Linked DNA regions of Triticum aestivum: region 1 is linked to region 2. Evidence: chromatin contacts called from public Hi-C data. All regions are on one chromosome and are shown on one strand. The core of a region is the stretch at or near the end of the contact, and the rest is flanking DNA. Distances in the headings are between cores, read along the strand shown.

Region 1 (3,519 bases), core at 68-2,567, 260 kb before region 2:
TGGCGATGACGCCTTTAGGCGATAAGTGATGACGATGTCGTCGTTGTATTGTCTCGACGAGGCCCCTGTGGAGCGGCGTGTGTGGGTATTTTATGTGTGCCGCTCAGCGGTCTGTGATGGTTTTCGCCCAGTTTTTCACTAATTAACTGGGCAACTCTCTTCTCCTTAGTTAATGGATGAGGCAAATATTTTGCTTCCGTTTCAAAAGAAAAAGGTTTCTTGGGTGAGAAGGACAAAATGTTGGCCCTCATAGGTTAGCTAAAGTAGATGTGGGCGATGAACTTTGCAAGGTGGTTAAATGTGCCACCAGGTTGTATTTTGGAAGTGGTCTCGGACGAGATTCCTGAACTTCATTCAATAAATGCGGCAAGTTATCCTAAAAGAAAACACCAAGAAAATATACATTCCATAAGGCCATCAGATCAATCTCACATATCTATCTATCATACACAGGAACTTGTTAAAAAAAATATCACACACAAGAAATCTTGTTCTGCCTCTCCAAAAAAAACAAAAAAAAAGATCTTGTTCTGGGACTAGTACTCAACACATCAACCACGTTTTAAAAAGAAGCAAAAAAAGTATGAAGATACTCTATATAATCTATCTGCCACGCCTGATCGTGCCGGTGGAACAACATGGGACGAAGTCGATCAGAAGCAGGCGTCGAGGAGGCAGCAGCAGCACAGCGCCGCGCAGCTGCAACAACACAAGAAGCAGACGATCATTATCAGCTCGTTAGAAATGAGGCTACGGAGACGAGTGAGAATCCAGAACAAGGGAGACAAATTACGTACCATCCTTTCAAGAAGCCATCGCCGCCGTGGCCGTGTCCGCCGCGGCTGGTGGTGTCGGCGCCGGCAGGAGGGTACTGTTGGTCCTGCTGGTACATAGCCGGCGGCGGCGCGACGTAGGCCTGCTGGTGGTGGCCCGGCGGAGGGTACGCTGCTGCAGTGCCCGGTGGCGGGTAGCCTGCGTAACCGGAAGAAACAGAACGGTACACTCAGAATTCATTCAAGAACCAAACAATCTAGCTGGTGTTTTCTACGTACTGACCGTGGCAAAAGACGTGAAACCGCAAAGAAAATGGAACTGGTACGTACCCTGCTGGTAGCTCATGATCGAGTCGCAGGAAGAGGTAGCAAAAGCCCTGCAGAACAATGCTCTGTTCCTCTTAGTTCTGACGCAATTAACGGAGACCAATGAAGAACAGGAGATGAGGAGGAGGACGAACTTGCTAGTGACTGGACAGAACGGGATGGAGTGGAAACTGCATCATTCGATTTGTCTACTTATACAGAGAAGAGATGCATGCGCGCACGCGGCATCCCGGTCGGTTTGCTTAGACGCGTCGTCTTGCCTGCTTGAGACAGTCAGACAGACACTGGTCGACGCAGTGGCGAAGCCACGCTTCACCTGTGTAGTCGCTTGACTACACAGGATTGTGGCAAAGCCTAGACCACCGCGTATGTGCACCTCGCCGCTAAATAATCAGGTTCTAGAGAATTACTACACGGACCAACTTGTTATCTATTGTATACATGAGAATTTGGCTGGCCGCCTGGCCCATTTAACAAAAGGAAGTTACATGAGATTTGGCTAGCCCATTTAACAAAAGGAAGCCGTAATTAAACTTCCTTAACTGGTTGATCCTCATTCCCTCAAAAAAAACTGGTTGATCCTCAAATCACGCACTACTCCTTTATTTTCACCAGCGAGTGTAATCCCTAATGGTGAATTGGGCACAGCACCGTGGGGAGGAGCACGCCACCTCCGCTGCTCCGCTAGTATCCATCTTTCCAGAGACCGCAACACTGCACCTTTGGCGACTGACGAGGCCCTTCCTGTTTCATTTGTGTTTAAGATCTTCTTTTTCATCCAATTATCATATCATATTAAGAAATTTCAATTTTCATTACCTTAGAAAAAGCTTGTTTTGTCACTTGTTAGGTCTCAAGTCTGGCCATGGTAAACAGATAAATTTTGTCAAGAAGTGACAGAAGTAAAAATATCAGAGATAATCCAAGACTCCAATTTGAAAGAGGTTAGTGATCTTTGCAGAAAACTAGTTGGGAAAAAGGACACTGGTTTTCCTTTAGTATTTCTTTTGATGAAGCTCCTTGATTTTGGACAACAGTTGAGACTTGAGAGAGCATTTTCTGCAGTGAAATTTAGCAAGTCTGATTTGGGTAATAGAATAGGTGATGGATTCTTGTTTCATCGTCTCACAACCTATGTTAAAACTTATGTATTTCAGTCCATAGTATCGATGCTATTATGCATACATATCAAAATATTCATGATCAGATCAGAGGGTTATTATAGTAACTATGTTTGAAATAAAGTATGATCGTTTATGTTCCTACTTGATTTGCCAAAAAACAATCGTAAAGCTTGACATCACAAGGTTTGGGTCCTGGCACCGCCACTGGGTCGACGGATCCCTTAAACTGGAATAAAGTCCACGCGGCAATGGCGCGGCGTCTCTCTCGTGGGTCGGTGGCCGCAGCCTGCAGGTGACGGTTCCATCCTTCCTTCCTCGCTGAAATTATCTGCGGCGAAGATTCCTCGTCGACGAGGGCCGGCCGGATAGGCTCGCATTGGTCAAATTAAATCGCGAATCCGTAGCTGGTCAACTGCATCCAGAGCAGAGGAGATGCCACGCGGGGACGAATCGATGCATGCCACGACGGAGGAGTACGTATAGTCCAACACGGTTGAGCCGCCGGCATAATTACACGCGCTGGTCAGCGATTAGCAGAGACGACGTCGTGGCGTCTTGGATTTCTGCTCTAGGTTCATCTGCTTGGTGTGGTGCTGGTGCACCAGCCGGGACCTCTCAGTTGGACCAATGGCGGTCAACCACGCACGAGACCCACCGTCCAACGGAACCATGACCACGCCCGAGGCGGCATGCAAGCGCAACACCTGAAAGCGCGTTGTCCGTGGCACGGTGGCATGGCAGGCAGGGCAGTTCAGCTGTCTTCATACTGGTTTCCTTTCGCTTTCTCTTCTTCTCCCCCCAGGTCGACCGACGCGGGTAAGCAACCGTGTGTGTGCAGCTCCTATAAAGGCAGACGCCCGGCAATGCAGTCTTCATAATCCTACCCATTCCCTTCATCTTCATAGCAGCAAAGCCTCTTTTCCTCATCCTCCCCTACTGTTCTTGATCGCTTCAGGAAGACACACCAGTAATCCCATCATGAGCTACCAGCAGCAGGGCGCCAGCGCCACGGCCTACCCTCCGCCGGGCCAGCAGCAGCAGCAGGCCTACGTAGCGCCGCCGCCGGCCGGCTACCCGCAGCGGGACCAGCAGTATCCTGACGCCGGCGGCGCCGACACCACCACGAGCCGCGGCGGCCATGGGCACCACCACGGCGGCGGCTTCTGGAGAGGCTGGTAAGTCTCTGCTAATCGCATCCTTCCCGTGGATGGCCTTGTTCATGAATCATGATGATGCTTAACTATGTTTGTCTGCTTCTTGTGTTGTTGCAGCTGCGCGGCGCTGTGCTGCTGCTG
Region 2 (3,803 bases), core at 69-2,568:
ATCTGTGATTACCTCTGCCGCCGGATACCTAGGTTAGCCGCCACATCAAATAACGATAGTCGTGGTGCACACAGCCGACAGCAACCGACGCTACGTGAACCCTAGACTGAAGAAACCCAAATCACGAGGAGCAGCACTACCGGAACAAGATCCACGATCGCCTGCGCCACCAGGTAGCTAGGTTACCCGCCCCGCTAGGTTAACCACTACCACTGACGGTGGCAGTTCATTCGATGTTGCCGCGAGCGAGACTAGAGGGGAGAAGCGGGATGCGGTACCTGTGAGCGTTGGAGATTCACGACGTTGCCGCTGTCCGACGAGATTGGCGGCAACGAGATAGCTGCCACTGGAGATCTATTGCGTGAATTATGGTGTTGCGTGAATGCTCGCGAGATTGATGGAGCTGCGTGAATGATTGGATTCGGCAGGTCTTACGTGGTCATGGGGTCGTGTGATGTTATTTTTTCGAAGCAGGGTATTGTACGTATACGATTTAGGTTATACAGAGTTAGACAGGATTTGGATCTAGCCTACGGCGGGCCAGGAAAAAAATAAACTTGCAGTGACAAAAATACCCCTCGAAAATTAGGTTAGGGGGAGCACCGTAGCAGGGCTCCTCCGTTCCATCTATATTACTTGTTGCTGCTGACAGATTTCAAAATAGAACAGACATACGTATGTGAGTTGAGTGGTTAGGTACATAGGCAGCCACACTGTCTTTGTACATCGGATGCTACAGACGCCGGGGGTAAACTTTCTTTTTCATCAACAAACAAAAAGGGTAGAAACCCTCCCTAAAAAAAAGGGGGGGTAGAAACCCACAAATACCATGCGTGAGCAGAACGGTGTGCGTCATGGTAGAATTTGCACGGGTAGGTGGTGGTCACGCATGCCGCGGTGGTGCAGGGGTTCATGCACCAGTCGATGTCCCTGAAATTTTTATTTCAGGTTCACGAGCCATGTTTTCGCATGGACAGGAGCATTCTATGCAACATGCATGTACGAGCTTTTTTGTGTGGATATATGATCTGCAAGGTGTCATTGGTCAAGCCAAGTTTATCAAGGTTGCTCGTGTTCTGAGTTTTGATTGGAACATCTCCGCCGCCTGCTGGCCGGTAGGATACGAAATTGCATTCGTCGGCCGAATCCATGCAAGGGCTACGTGAGCCTACCACCTGGCATCCATGTACGTACCTCGACCGGCCGGTCGATTTGGCGAGAGGCGTGGCCGGTGAAAACACGCGTGCGTGACAGGGAGAGCGCGTGCGTGACAGGGAGAGCGCGTGCGCGACCGCTGTCGAAATCGCTCTCGACTCCACCACGTACTGTAGGTCAGGTCAAGGCCGGAACTGCACCTCGAGCGCCCTTACGTGACACGTGTTGTTTGTTAGGCTTTTCCTTATCCGGCTATCCGTTATCCCGACTAGCTCAACGCCACTTTCAAACCAACACAAAAAAAAAGACCAGCTCGAAGCCTACATGTAGACCGTAGACCGAACGTACATCGATACACCTGTACAGAGACTGAGGGTGTGTGAGCCAAGATGTTGGAACTCTACGCACGTACGCAGCTTGACCACCACTACGCACGTACGCAGCTTGACCACCACACGAGTCACTCGAATGTTGCTGACCGTTATTGCTGGTTCCTCCTGCTGTGGTCATGCGAGGAAGTTACGTACGTACGTGCTGCACGTGCATGCGTGCGGTCCGCACGATCGGTGGCCAGTTGTTGTTCCGACGCCTTTCGGTTCGGAGATCAGTAGATCACGCACGACTTGACTCGATCGAGTTGAGTCGACTCTCGGCTCGGCCAGATTCGAGCGTGCACTCGATCTCGACGGATTTGCCTTTCGCGGGTATCACATATCCTGCTGGTTAATTAAGTAATCAGTTAGGCATGCTAATCTGCGGCTTATACCCTTCTTCACTCCGGGTGCAACGAGTCGTCACCCGCCTAACTCTGGACTCCGGAGCCGCGTGAGTGCGCGTGCATGCATGCACCCGCGCAGCACGCGTCGGCGGAGCTCACGTACGTCCTCACCTCACCACCGTGCAATGCATGTCGCCGGTCGATCGGGGCGATACGAGTCAGCCAGCCACCGGCACCGGGTGATCATACGATCGCTCACGTACGTACGCGACTGTACGCGTGCGGCCGCGCCTGCGCATGCACGTGTTGAGACTTGAGTGGAGATGGGAATCATGCACGTTCCATCCACTTCCACGGCAGGGAGGAGGGTTTTACTGGCGTTCACACACGCAAAAAGTTGCTGCTAGTGACCGACCGTGAAAAATGAAGCAAAGCCTAGCTTGCATACGTATACGTAGAGTACTTGTATACGTACGTATCTTGTTGGAAGAGTGGACCGATGCATAATTCTACTAGTGTCAGTCTTAAATAAAGTCATAGGATTTGAATTTGTATTTCTGTTTCTTCTATCGCCCTACATGTTTGGTTTTGGTTTCTTTTTGAAAAAAAAAAGCCAGGGAAAAACGACACAACATGCCAGTGCAAGCTTGTTGCACGCAGTTGATATGATCCGGGACTCTAGAACGATACCGCACCGGCCAAATGATTTGGGATTTCCCCATCCGGGGGTATCGATTCTTCTTGCGGACTGTGGACCATCATCCACGTGACTATATATACAATATGGCACCTGCAGTCTACTTGTAAAGCAGCAACGACGACCATATACCTGATGCATTCATATCCATGTTGCAGACAACTTGTAAAGTTGCTGGTCGTGATTCGAATATCAGAATTTCGTTCCCACCTACACATTGGTAAAGTTTTGGGTGATGGACCTCCACGTTATACATGTAGGAAGTTTCCGAAGATTTGAGAAAACAAAAGAACAAAGCTCCGACCAAACAACAACGTTTGTTAAATAAGAGTTCGCGCCTACGTAGACGAACCAACAGCATGTTTTTTGACTTATAAAACACTCTCTTAATCGATTCCGTCTCAAAAAAAACTCTCTTAATCGATGAATAGAGACAAGTTTTTAGCTCATTGTTTAACAAAAAACTAATCCATTTGATATTCTTTTTTTTTGCGGGGAATCCTTGATATTCATTGGATTTGTTTACTCCTCGCCTCTCAAACCATCTTTTAAGTTTTAATTAAACCTTTATACGAGCAAAGCAAAATTCCTCGTCTCCCGCCGCTGGTCCGCCTCGTCTACGGTGGCCTTAGGGCTATGGCGACGCGGTGGATCCTGGCCCTTGCCGGCAGGAGGGCTCCGTCATTAGATGTTCCTTCAAGTTTTGTTAGGCTTTGTGTCCTGCTCAGGAAGACGAGACGGCGGCGGCTTTCTGAAGATGGAATAAGGTTCTTCCCGCCTAGTTCCCGTCTTGGTGGTGCATATAGCATCATCGGTGGGTGTGTGGAGGCGTGTCTCCGGTGGATCTGCCATTGGAGGATTTGTTCGGATCTTGTCGTAGTTCGTCTATATTTGTGCGTCCTCAGGTTGGATCCTTCTGATCTATGCTACTCTTCAATGGCGACAATTGTCGTACTGGTGTGTTGGTCCTATGGGGCCTTAGCACGACGACTTCCCAACTGTTTTCTACAATAAGGTTTGCCCGGCTCCAGCGAGGGAGGGACGATGACGGCAGCGCGCTTTCGGCTCGCTTGAGTGCTTGTAGTCGTCGCTAGGTGGTCTACGGATCTGGATGTAATTTTTATTATTTCTAGTGTTCGTTGTACAATCATGATAGAAAATGAATAGATTGAAAGTTTTTTTTGCAAAAACAACAAAAATATAGAAAAATAGCTAAAAGAGGTGGCGGTGTCT

Evidence for each region. A called contact is a pair of places that touch in the nucleus more often than the background predicts.
Region 1: a Hi-C map of leaf shows a contact between it and region 2, with 4 times the contacts expected there. The contact joins the promoter of LOC123168044 here to the enhancer-like site in region 2.

The regions. Positions count from the first base shown.
Region 1 is chr7D:462,793,412-462,796,930 of IWGSC CS RefSeq v2.1, reverse strand. LOC123168044 (cysteine-rich and transmembrane domain-containing protein WIH2) reads right to left here and starts at 1,317. Exons shown (of 3, transcript XM_044585909.1): 1 at 1,104-1,317; 2 at 798-972; 3 at 378-699. The coding sequence starts at 1,119. The coding sequence ends at 654. LOC123166514 (cysteine-rich and transmembrane domain-containing protein B) reads left to right here and starts at 3,038. Exons shown (of 2, transcript XM_044584322.1): 1 at 3,038-3,399; 2 at 3,496-3,519. The coding sequence starts at 3,203.
Region 2 is chr7D:462,530,371-462,534,173 of IWGSC CS RefSeq v2.1, reverse strand. No RefSeq gene overlaps it. Among protein-coding and RNA genes, the nearest start is that of LOC123167709, 13 kb to the right of the region's middle. Within about 2 kb of position 1,318, at least 1 of the 8 cell types and tissues checked has an H3K27ac peak or open chromatin away from gene starts, as enhancers often do. A contact at or near this core is called in leaf, where this site is marked.